Linked DNA regions of Callithrix jacchus: region 2 is linked to region 1. The links are chromatin contacts, called in public Hi-C maps. All regions are on one chromosome and are shown on one strand. The core of a region is the stretch at or near the end of the contact, and the rest is flanking DNA. Distances in the headings are between cores, read along the strand shown. Region 1 overlaps KAZN (kazrin, periplakin interacting protein). Region 2 overlaps KAZN (kazrin, periplakin interacting protein).

Evidence for each region. Hi-C and Micro-C count contacts between places; a contact is called where the count stands out from the background.
Region 2: a contact with region 1 is called in a Hi-C map of induced pluripotent stem cells, with 2.1 times the contacts expected there. The contact joins two enhancer-like sites. A contact is called at or near these places in 2 of 3 Hi-C or Micro-C datasets (induced pluripotent stem cells and skeletal muscle).

The regions. Positions count from the first base shown.
Region 1 is chr7:52,253,955-52,259,685 of calJac240_pri, forward strand. All of the region lies in intron 3 of KAZN (kazrin, periplakin interacting protein), which reads left to right. Among named protein-coding and RNA genes, the nearest start is that of TMEM51, 250 kb to the right of the region's middle. Within about 2 kb of position 4,412, at least 3 of the 16 cell types and tissues checked have an H3K27ac peak or open chromatin away from gene starts, as enhancers often do.
Region 2 is chr7:52,442,864-52,448,828 of calJac240_pri, forward strand. It overlaps KAZN (kazrin, periplakin interacting protein), which reads left to right. Exons shown (of 18, transcript XM_035252956.3): 13 at 2,472-2,703; 14 at 4,549-4,650; 15 at 5,190-5,356. Among named protein-coding and RNA genes, the nearest start is that of TMEM51, 58 kb to the right of the region's middle. Within about 2 kb of position 1,503, at least 4 of the 16 cell types and tissues checked have an H3K27ac peak or open chromatin away from gene starts, as enhancers often do.

The DNA of each region.
Region 1 (5,731 bases), core at 3,162-5,661:
AGTGAGCGCTCCAGGTCCATCACGATGACAGAAAAGGACCTGATGTGCAGGCTGGCCCTTTCCTGATGTGGGTGCCCATGAGCCCCTCCCTCTCAGGACCTGGTTCCTGGCCTGGGGCTTGGTGTCTTGATTCAGTCCAGGGTTTCTCCACCTCAGCCCTGCTGACATTGGCACCAGATCATTCTTTGCTGTAGGAGGTCATTCTGTGCACCCACTAGATGCCAGGAGCACTCCCCACCTCCCCAGTGTGACCAACAAAATGTCTCCAGATGTGCCAGATGTTTCCTAGGCATGGGGAGCAAAACGGCCCCCTGGTTGCGAACCACTGCTACCTGGAGTTTTGCCCAGGATAACCCGGAGAGCAAGGCTGTGGCATCAGCACAGAGAAGCTGAAGAGGAGGGCTCAAACCTGCATCCCCAAACCTGCATCCAAGAGGTCCCAGAAACAGTGAAGACAGCCAGCATGCTGAGCAAGAGGGGGCGTACCTAGCTCCCGCCACTCATGGCCAGGCAGAAATTGTGGTCCAGCTTCTGGCAGATCGCAAGACTTTCCAGAAAAGCCAGAAATCCTATCATTCATGTGAAATAGAAGATTCTTAAATGTTGGCAACTAGTGTGAATTGTTTAAAAAAACCCTGTGGGAAAAACAAAATATGTCTGTGAGCCAAATGTGGGCCGCTGGCTGCCAGTTTTGCAACCTTTTCTACAGACTGAACTTCCATCCCGGAGGCTCGTGCAGCTCACACCCGTCCTGAGCCCACAAGGCGCAGTGGTGTGAATCTTAGGCACCATGAACAAGCCCCATGCCAGGCCTCTAAACCAGACAGACAGACATTCCCTGCCCACATGGACCACTTCAAGTCCCTTCTGAGGTCCCATGCCAAGAAGTTAAAGGTTCTACGTTTTTGTTTTTGTTTTTTAGATGGAGTCTTGCTCTGTCGCCAGGCTGGAGTGCAGTGGCGCAGTCTCAGCTCACTGCAACCTCTGCCTCCTGGGTTCAAGCGATTCTTCCGCCTCAGCCTCTCGAGTAGCTGGGACTACAGGCGCGTGCCACCACGCCTGGCTAATTTTTGTATTTTTAGTAGAGACAGGATTTCACCATGTGGGCCAGGATGGTCTCGATCTCTTGACCTTGCGATCCGCCCACCTTGGCCTCCCAAAGTGCTGGGATTACAGGCATGAGCCACCGCGCCTGGCCAAGAAGTTAAAGGTTCTAAATTGCGAGGGAAGCACCCCAGGACAGAGGTCAGGAACCCTGAACCCTTGCCCAGATCTGGTACTGGTTTACTGTGGGTCTAAGCAATCGCATTCCCTCTCTGGGCTTCAGTTTCTCCCTCTTTTGAATGTCTGTCTAAACAGAAGTGAGATTGAATTCGTGCCCTCCACGTCCCTGGGACTTGAACGAGCACTTCCTGTTGGCAGTGCAGAGACCCAGCTAGCTTGCCCAGTGCCTACAGGCAGCCTTGTCCTTAGACTGACCTGGGCGGGGAAACGCTGGCTCCACCATGCAGCTCTGGCATCCTGCATTTCCTAGTGGGGAGTCCCGGTCCTCTCTGATGGACTCTTCCTCTGTGTAATGAGGTTATTAGGTGCCAGAGGCTGCTTCAAGTATGGAACCCATACCCTGTCACTGGGAAGGCACACAGCCTTGACCCCTGCTGGTGCTGATGGTGCAGCACTGGAGCAGTTCCCTGGCTAGGAGGTGCCCAGGGCCACAGGATGGCTCAGGTGGGCAAGCCTGCACCTGGCTGGTCTGGAATCCCTAGGACACTTTCCTAGTGGGCTCTGCAGCTGGGAGGAGCCGTGCTAGAGCTGATAGGAGCAGAAGGGGTCTGGAAGATTGTTCTATCCAAGACCCTAATTTATACATGGGAAAACTGAGGCCATGAAAGGGAAAAGTGTCGGCCAGGCGCAGTGGCTCACGCCTCTAATCACAGCACTTTGGGAGACCGAGGCAGGTGGATCACCTAAGGTCAGGAGTTTGAGACCAGCCTGACCAACAAGGTGAAGTCCCATCTCTACTAAAAATACAAAAAATAGCTGGGGGTGGTGGTGGGCGCCTGTAATCCCAGCTACTCAGGAGGCTGAGACAGGAGAATCACTTGAACCCAAACGGCAGAGGTTTCAGTCAGCTGAGATCGCACCACTGCATTCCAGCCTGGGAGACAGAGGGAGACTCTGTCTCAAAAGAAAGACAGAAAGAAAGAAAGGGTAAAGGATCTTCCCAGGGCCACCTAGCCCACAGAACAAGCACCCATATCTCCTGGCTCCCTGTCCAGTGCTCTTTCTAACCTGCCACATTGGGGTCTCCCAGGAGTGGGCACTGATGAGATGTACCTGACAGAGAGCTGGATAAACACTGACTTTGCCTTCCACTAATTGTGCCTGGAGTAGCCAGGCAGGTCACGTACCTGGGTGAGGTAGCCAGAGCTAAGCAGGCGAGGAGCAGAGGGGACCTACCAGAGTGGGGGTGAGAGGACACACTGTCACCATGTGGGATGAAATGGGGGGTTGATAATACCTCCTTCCCACCTCAGCCTCCCGAGTAGCTGGAATTACGGCTGCACGCCACCACACCCAGCTGATTTTCGTGTTTTTTGTAGAGACAGGGTTTCATCATGTTGGCCAGGCTGGTCTCCAACTCCTGGGCTCAAGCGATCCTCCTGCCTTGGCCTCCCAAAGTGCTGGGATTACAGATGTGAACCACCATGCACAGCCTAATCTTTTCGGAAAGGCCAGGTGAAAGCTAAAAATCTGAAGTTTTTGGTGTAAGTTATCCTAATGTTAACATGTAGGCATCCAGTTAAAAATTCGTTTTTTACTAGAGTACTGGAAAAAAAAAACCACATTCACAGGCCAGATGGAGCTCCACGGCCACCAGTCTGCAAGCCCTGCTGCCTTCTTTCAACCTTGGTTTACTCTGTTTTAAAATGGGTAGAACAGTGCCTTCTCATAGGGCAGGTCGGGGGTGAAGCAAGCTGACAACAGTCATACTGACTGGCCCACAGGAAATGCTGGGTACTGTCCTTTAGTAAGACCTGAGACGCGTGGCAAGGTGGGGAGGGCTGGAGTGACGGAAGGAGCTTGTTAAGGTTGGCACGGGAAACTGGGAGGCCCTGAGCTAGACTTGAGACTCTTTTGGAGTGTGTGCTTGTGGTGTGCCTGGCACTGTGGGCATAGAGCAAGTTTAAACCGCGGCCCGTGCCTTGCGTTTCGGGGGGAGTTGGGATTAGGCCCGCCCCACCGTTCTCGGGGTTGCGCTTTATCCCGGGAATCCCTGAGTACCCCTCCACAGGGCCCCTGATCTGGGAGCAACATTCCACTCCCAAAGGTCAAGTCTTTAAAAGCTGAAAGAAAGGCAGCGCCTTTCACATTTACCCAAACACGTGTTGCTTGTTTGTTTTAATGAGAAACTTCAGGGGGAAGATGCCAGCCCTTCCTACGTATCTGTTCAACAAATCTGCCTCCTGAAACCAGTTCCAAAGATATTTAAATAACAATCCTGGGGAAAGAAGAATTTAGAACAAATTCTAATTAGTCCCATTGGGACTAGGGGCTATTACAGATTTCTGCCCTGAAAACCCAGAGGCCAGGGCTAAGGTGACTTTCTGATGTCCAGAGTCCAGAACTCTCTGCCTGGCTGTCTGGGCTTGGCCCATGCTGGGGCTACTGAGGGCAAAGTGAGGCCCGTTCCCAACCTTGCTGGGAGTCCTTGCAGCCCCAAAGCCCCTAATCTGCTTGTACAGTGGTGACGGGGGACCTGTGTGCTCTGCCTTGAGTTGGAGAAGCCGGGAGTCGCTCTGGCTGACGTGCCCGCGATCTGGTGGGCGGGTAGACAGGCGGGCAAAGCCCATGATTATGGGGAAAGCAGCCGCAGGCGTGTGCGGACAGGCCTCCTGGAGCCTAGGCAGGTGGCCTGCTGACGAGGGAGGCCTCTGCATTTGGACCTTGGGTACAGAAAACAGTCAGGATCGAGGAGGGGGTATGATGTCATTCCGACGCCACAGCCACTGAAAACACGACCTCGCCATGCTCCACTGCCTCCTTCCTCCCCACTCAGAGGGCATGAAGACCTAGCAGACCTTCCAGGCAGGGCAGGGGCCCTCAGCTGTGGCAGCAACAAGGTCCCCTGGAGGGCTGTGCCAACAGACGGTTAGGCCTCGCCTCCTGGGCTTCTGAGGCAGAGGTCTGGGATAGGGCCAAGAATTTGCATTTCTCCTCCACGCTCAGGAGAGCCGCTGCTGCAGCCGATCAGGACCCACACTTTGAGAGCTGCTGCCCCAGGCTTTACCTGGGTTAGTTCCCCTGGCCCTCGATTTGCTGTATGCCCCAGGCAACGTCTGCCTCTCTGGGCTTTGTTCTTCTCACCTACCAACAGGAGAAAAGCCAGCTCTGTCTTTGAGCAGCTAAAACCCCCTTCGTGTTGGGATGCCAAATTACTGTTTGCAGGAAGCACAGAGATCTTCCCAGGAAAGGCCCAGGCACGATTGCACAGGGCTTCTTACTCTACGTTCTGACTTCCTTGTAGCCACTGTGGGAGATGAGGCGCTCTAGGAGACATGGGCACTTTAAGCCTTAAAGGGACAGGCCAGGCCAGCATCCTTGGACCTCACAGCTGACCCAGCAAGAATCTGGAAGTTGTTCCCCAGCCTAGTCTTTGAGATCATTTTGTTGCCTTCAAGAATGGCAGGCTGGGGCTCCATTGCCATCCCACCAATAATGGCATAATGGTTAAGAGAACAGGTTCTGGAGCCAGAACTTTCTGAGTTTAAATCCTAGCTCCACCTTATACTAGCCGTGTGACCTGAGGCAACCTGCTTAACCTCTCTGAACCTTGGATCCCTCATTGACAAAATGAGGATAGTAATAGTACTTATATAGTTGTTTTGAGGATGAAAATGAGCTAATATGTGTAAAATGCTCTGTCTACTATTAGATGAGCTAATATGTGTAAAATGCTCTGTCTACTATCAATAGCTCTTGACAATAATGATTATATACCATTGTTAAGAGCTATTAATATAACTTTTACATAAGGAGTCTCCAGCATAGTGCCTGGCATAGAGGTGGCAGTGCTCAGTAAACAGTCAGTTATTCTTTTCTTGGGCCCCTTGCTGGCCCCTGGCCCTCTGTGTCTCTTAAATCCCACAGAGGAAGTGGAGACACAGGGTCTGAAAACTGCGGTGGTGAACACAGTGCCAAGATTCCCAGTGCCAAGGGCCCTAGTTGGGGAAGTAGTTCCACTAGTAGCCACCGGGGGCAGCAGAGGACACATCCTGCCCCGGGCGCTGCTGCAGGTTCCCTATGAGCCCCCCTCTTTATGAAGAATGAGGAGGTGACTGTTCCCCCCTGCCCACAGGCACGCATTCTCCCTAACCCCTGATGTAGGAGGCAGTTCTGCAGAGAACACCGCTCACTTACAGTTAGACTCCCAACGCTGCATTTTCCAGCGGCATCACCTTGGATAAGTCTTTTTGTCTCCCGAAACCTCTGTTTTCTCAGCTGGAACCTGGGGATAGGGTGGTTTGGCGGGTTGAATGAGCTGGAAAGCATGTCCCTGGACTGAGGTGAGTGCTCAGTAAATCACAACTATTCCCAAGGCAGCACCGTGACTATGGGCATGGCCCCTGCTGCCAGACTATGCGGGCGTTAGTCCTGCTTCCATCACTTACTGGCTGTGTGACTTTGGGTAAGTGACGTAAACTCTCTGTGTCTGTTTCCTCATCTGTAA
Region 2 (5,965 bases), core at 253-2,752, 190 kb after region 1:
CAGAGACCCAGCATGGCATCTTCAAAGGCTTCCAGGAGATCAGACATCTCTGCGGAGTCCATAGGAGCTCACCAGGGGAAGAGCGTGGGGTGAAGAACAGGCCAGGAGACAAGGGGCCCCCGGTGGACCCAAGTGGTTCTGGGAGGCCAAGGGGCAGAGGGAAGGAGAGTGAAGCCAAGCTGGGGGCCCACCCTTCTCTTAGCCATTCTTCCAGCAAGCATTCCATCAGTGCCTACTGTGCCGTAGCACTGCGCTGTTTGGCACTGAACAGTTTCTGTACTGGCAGAGCTTATCTGCTAAGGTGGGGAAGAGAGAAAATAAACGAGTGGACACACCAGTTAATTGCTAAGATTCAATGTGTGATTAGAGCGTTGAAGGAAAGCGCTAGGGACAGTGAGCAGACTTGGGGGCAGTTTTAGACCGCAGATTCAGAGGACAGGGAGATTTGATGCCCAAGGGGTGAGGAGGAGTGAGTCCTGGGTTGGGGAGGGGAGTGGGGGGTGAAGAGGTCAGTGCCTCCAGGAAACAGCCCCCCAGAGCCTGAGCCCCATGTGCGTTGGGAGAGGGGAAGTCAGCCAGGGTCAGTGCGGATGACCCTCGTGGAACACTCAAAGGACTTCCAATTTTATTCTTGCAAAGGGAAGCCATGGAGTGTTAGGCAGGGGAGTGCATAATCAGATTGACATTTTTAAAGGACCCCCTGACAGTCCTGGGGAGTGTGGAATAGAAGGGAAGCTAAGGCAAGAAACAGGGGGCAGTCAGGGACAGTGGCAGAAACCCACACCAGAGATGGCTGCGGCTTAGAGCTTGGACAGGCGAGAAGGGGACAGAGGATGCACTGACCAGAGTGACTGATAGACAAGGACGGGCTCCCAGCTTGGGAGCTGGGTGACAGAGAAGGGCCCCTGGTGACAGTGACAGTGAAGGGGAACAGCTGAGCCATTAAGTATGACACGTCTGTGACAGCCAGGAGGCATCGATAGGGCAGTTAGAGGCTGAGAGAGGAAAGAGGAGCTCAGAAAAGAGCTCAGAGCTTAGATGCTCAGAAGAGAGTGGTGAGTTTGGGAGTCCTCCCTCAAGGTTGCCTTCCAGAGCCCTGGCAATAGGTAATACAGAGCCAAGAGTGCCCAGAGAAAGAGGGGAGGGGTTAGGAAGGAAAAGGAGCGCATTATATAGCAGCATGTACCCCAGCAGGGCGATCAGGCGATGCTCAATGCATAGGCATAAAGGCAGGAAGGACAGAGAGAACCCACCCAGGACCCTCAGCAGGAGGGTGGCATGCCCAGCCATCTCTGGCTGCTGCCCCAGGAGCAAAGTGGAGTGGTTTTGCAAGCCTACCACTTTCCCTTTCATGTACTGATCGATTTGTGGCCCCCTGTGGCTCCAGTTTAGACCAGTGCTCTCCCACCTGTCAAGCCTGGGGCATTTTGCAGTCCCTTGCAGGTGTGATGCAGTAGTCCTCATTCCTTCTGCAAGGCTGCCACTGTGTGGCTGGCGGAGGAATGACAGCCATGCACAGACACCCCACCGGCTTAAAAATTCAAGCACTTGTGCACCTGCTGTATACATGGTACAGGGGTCATTGATATGTGGGGCACAGGGGAATCTGAGACCCGGCAGTGCAGTGGTAAGACAGAGGGTTCGTAATCAGCCAGACGTGGACTTTAATTCTGACTCCAAGATGGGCCACTGTGTGGCTCTAGGCAAAGTCAGAGCGTCCCATCTGTAGAGCAAGGACGGCAGCAGTGCCTTCTTCATGCACGATCGGGACTGTCTGGCGCACCTGAAGGGACACCCAACAACCCCAAAACAGGGGAACAGACCACAGAGCGCTGGGGAGGGATGTGCCAATCGAGTAGGCCAAGCCCAAGCTTTATGGGTCTTGGGGATGCTGTGGAGGCCCCCAGGGAAATGAGGGGGGCTTAGGCAGAGGGGCGGGGTCCCCAGAGGTGCTGCCTCCCGCCGCACATGGCCCTTCTGCTCCCCACCCCTGTGCCTTCTCACCCTCACTGCATCTGCATGTGGGATTCTCGGATTTTCTCTTCCTGTTCCCTTCAGTTTGTTTGTGTTTTTCTGTTGATCCCTTGAGTCTCTCTCTCTCTCTTTCTGCCTCTCTCTCTTTGTCTCTCTCTCTCTTTCTGCCTCTCTTTCTCTCTTTCTGCCTCTTCCTCTTTGTTCTCCATCTCCCTCTGCTTCTTTCTTTTGGTTCTCTCTTTCTGTGTCCCTTCTCTCCCCGTCCCTTTCTCTCTCTCTGTCTTCCTCTTCCATCCACCTCTCTCCCCATCTCTGCTCTGTCTTTGTTCTCTTTTTTCCTCTCGATCTCTCGGCTCCATCCCTGTCCATGTCTGTCTCTATGGCTCTCTCAGTCCTCCCCTTCCCCATTGCTTTTCTTCTCTCTGCATCTCCACCCGTCCCTCTGTTTCTGCCGCCTTTCCCCACCCATCCACTCTCTGGTGGTGTCTCCTCCCCAGCCTGTCCAAAGCTGCCGAGCTGGACCATCACTGGGTGGCCAAGGCCTGGCTGAATGACATCGGTCTGTCCCAGTACTCCCAGGCCTTCCAGAACCACCTGGTTGATGGGCGGATGCTGAATTCCCTGATGAAGCGAGACCTGGAGAAGCACCTGAACGTGTCCAAGAAATTCCACCAGGTCAGCATCCTGCTGGGGATCGAGCTGCTGTACCAAGTGAACTTCAGCAGGGAGGTGAGGACCAGGGCACAGGGTGGGGGCACCTTCCCCTGCTCACCCCTCCCCTTGGCATCTACTGTCTGTTCATCTGTCCACCCACCACCGATCTATTCATCTGTCACCCATCCACCCATCATCCAGCCATCCATTGTCTATTGATCATCTGTCCATCCCTCTACCTATCCATCCATCATCCAGCCAGCCAGCAACATCCTCTCTCCTGCCTGCCTTCCTTCCAACAACCCCCTACTGGGCATGAGGCAGGCGCTGTGCTCAGGGCAAGGGAAATGGGAGCCCTCATCCTTGGAGAGCTCCCTGCTTATCAGAGAGAACCACAAGGAAGTGGGTGGTGCCAATATTGTGGGACATTGTCCCAATGAGGGAAGCCCGGGGCTTTATGAACACTACAGAAGACACACCTACTATGCATACCAACAAAAAAATAAAAATAAATTTTAAAATGTTTTAAATGTTTGTTATTTATGTATAAAAGAGGCCGGGTGCAGTGGCTCACGCCTGTAATCCCAGCACTTTGGGAGGCCGAGGCAGGTGGATCACGAGGTCAAGAGATTGAGACCATCCTGGTCAACATGGTGAAACCCCGTCTCTACTAAAAACACAAAAAAATTAGCTGGGCATGGTGGCACGTGCCTGTAATCCCAGCTACTCAGGAGGCTGAGGTAGGAGAATTGCTTGATCCCAGGAGGCGGAGGTTGCGGTGAGCCGAGATCGCGCCATTGCACTCCAGCCTGGGTAACAAGAGCGAAACTGTCTCAAAAAAAAAAAAAAAAAAAAAAAGAGCAGACTCAGGGACAGCTCCCCAGAGATAGCAATGAGTAAACTGAGATCTGAAGGAGGAGCCCAGGAATCAATAGAAGACATGAGGGGAAAAGCAACCCAGCAGAGGGAACAGCATGGCAAAGGCCCAGAGGACTGATCCATGGCAGCAGAGTCCTGTTGGGTGGGGTGCTGGCTTTGAGGTGGGGAGTGGTGAAGCGGGTGCTGCAGAGGTCACCAGGGGCCTGAGCTGCTGGGCCCTGTGGCACTGAGTCCAGGTAGAGTGATGTCAGAGCCCAAGCAATTCAAGGTCAGGAGAAGAGGAACAGAAGAGGGGGCCAACCAGTCCTTTGTCCCCCTTCTCAAACACCCACTGGAAAACATTTGCTGTGTACCTACTGTGTGCATGGCACTGGGGTCACTCCCTGTGGGACCCAGGAAGCCTGTGATATGGCGGTGAGGTGGTGAGGGAGGACTTGGAATCAGCCACATGGGTTTTCATTCTGACTCCAAGATGTGCTGCTGTGTGGCTCTGGGCAAAGTTGGAGCTTTCGGTGTGGAGCAAGAAAGCAGCAGTGCCTTCTCCATGCCATGCCGAGGACAAGGAGTGACAAGGACATGGGCCCTCGCCCCAGGCCTCAGTTTGCTGAGGAGGCAGTTGTAGGAGATCACAGCAGTTACATGTAAAAAGAAGTGCAGGGGCCAGGCCTGGTGGCTCACGCCTGTAATCCCAGCACTTTGGGCAGCCGAGGTGGGTAGATCACAAACAAGGTCAGGAGTTCGAGACCAGCCTGGCCAACATGGTGAAACCCCATTGCTACTAAAAGTGCAAAAAGAAAGTAGCCAGGTGTGATGGTGGGCACCTGTAATCCCAGCTACTCTGGAGGCTGAGGCAGGAGAATTGCTTGACCTGGGAGGCAGAGGTTGAGGTTGCAGTGAGCCAAGATCGCACCACTGCACTCCAGCCTGGGCGACAGAGCAAGACTCCATCTCAGGAAAAAAGAGGTGCAATGGGCCCCCACTCTACACGTGGCCTCTGTGTGTCCCCTTGTCCCTCTGACTGACCCACTGTCTCCCCACAAGGCCCTCCAGGAGCGCCGAGCCCGCTGCGAGATGCAGAACACTGACCCTGTGGTGTGGACCAACCAGCGGGTGCTCAAGTGGGTTCGAGACATTGACCTGAAGGTGAGGTTGATGGTGGGAGCCGGGCTGGTTCTTGGCCATATGCAAATCCCATCCAAATCTGCATGCAATCAATATGAAAATCCCATGCAAATCAATATGCAGATCACATGCAAATCTATAGGCAAATCCCACACAAATTAATATCCCCTTTGTGTGGGCTGGGGCATCTTAACCCAGGCCCAGCAAGAATTACCTGCCTCTTGTCACTCAGGAAGAGAGAACTGCTTACCCATGATGCTTTTCTCACATGGGGCAGGGAGGCTGAGCCAGCCCCACTCTCCTAAGCAAGTTGGGGTTGAGATTCTTTAATAAATATTGATGACTTCCTGCTAGGGTCAGGGGCCATCTCAGTAATAGGTGGTCCCTGCCCTTGTGGTTCTAAAAAAATGGGGGAGGGGTTTCTCTTCACCATCAAATTAACTGGTCCCCAGGGAGTCAAGCCCTTGCTGTTGGGGACAGAGTCCCACTTAAAACTGCAGCCCCCTCAGGCCAGCAGCATGGCTCCTGCAGACTAACCAGCCCTCTGCCTTTGCCCCCAGGAGTACGCAGACAACCTGACCAACAGCGGTGTCCATGGGGCTGTGCTGGTGCTGGAGCCAACGTTCAACGCTGAGGCCATGGCCACAGCCCTGGGCATCCCCAGTGGGAAACACATCCTCCGGAGACACCTGGCGGAGGAGATGAGCGCCATTTTCCACCCAGCTAAGTGAGCACAGGCCGGGCTCCGGTGGTGTGGGCTGCTGGGTACAGTACAGCAGCTCAGGGCTTTGGAAGCAGATGGTCCAGCTCCCCATCCTGGCCCATCACTTCCTGCCTCCCACTTATTCTTTGCATCATGGTGCTTTGCATTACAGAAGCCCTCTGGTCCTAGGCTTTTCTTTCTGGGAAGCTTTTTGACTTCTAATTCAATCTCCTCACTCGTTAGTGGTCTATTCCGATTTTCTATTTCTTCTTGAGGCAGTTTCAGTAGCTTATATCTTTCTAGAAATGTGTCCATTTTGTCTGCGTTATCTAATTTGGTGGCATGCAGTTGATGACATAATTGTTATCTTACAACGCCTCTTATTTCTATAATGCTCATAGTCATATTCTGTCACTCATTCACTCGCTCCTGGTTTTAGTGATCTGAGTTTGAGTGTTGTCCTTTTTTTTTTCCAGCCTATCTAAAGGTTTGTTGATTTTGTTGTCAGAGCCCAGATGTGACCCTAGGGCTCTCTAACTCAGGCCTGAGTGCTAAACCCCCAAACCACACGGGGCCTTAGGGAGCAGCTGGGCCACTCCCCATGTTATACAGGTGGAGAAACTGAGGCTTAAG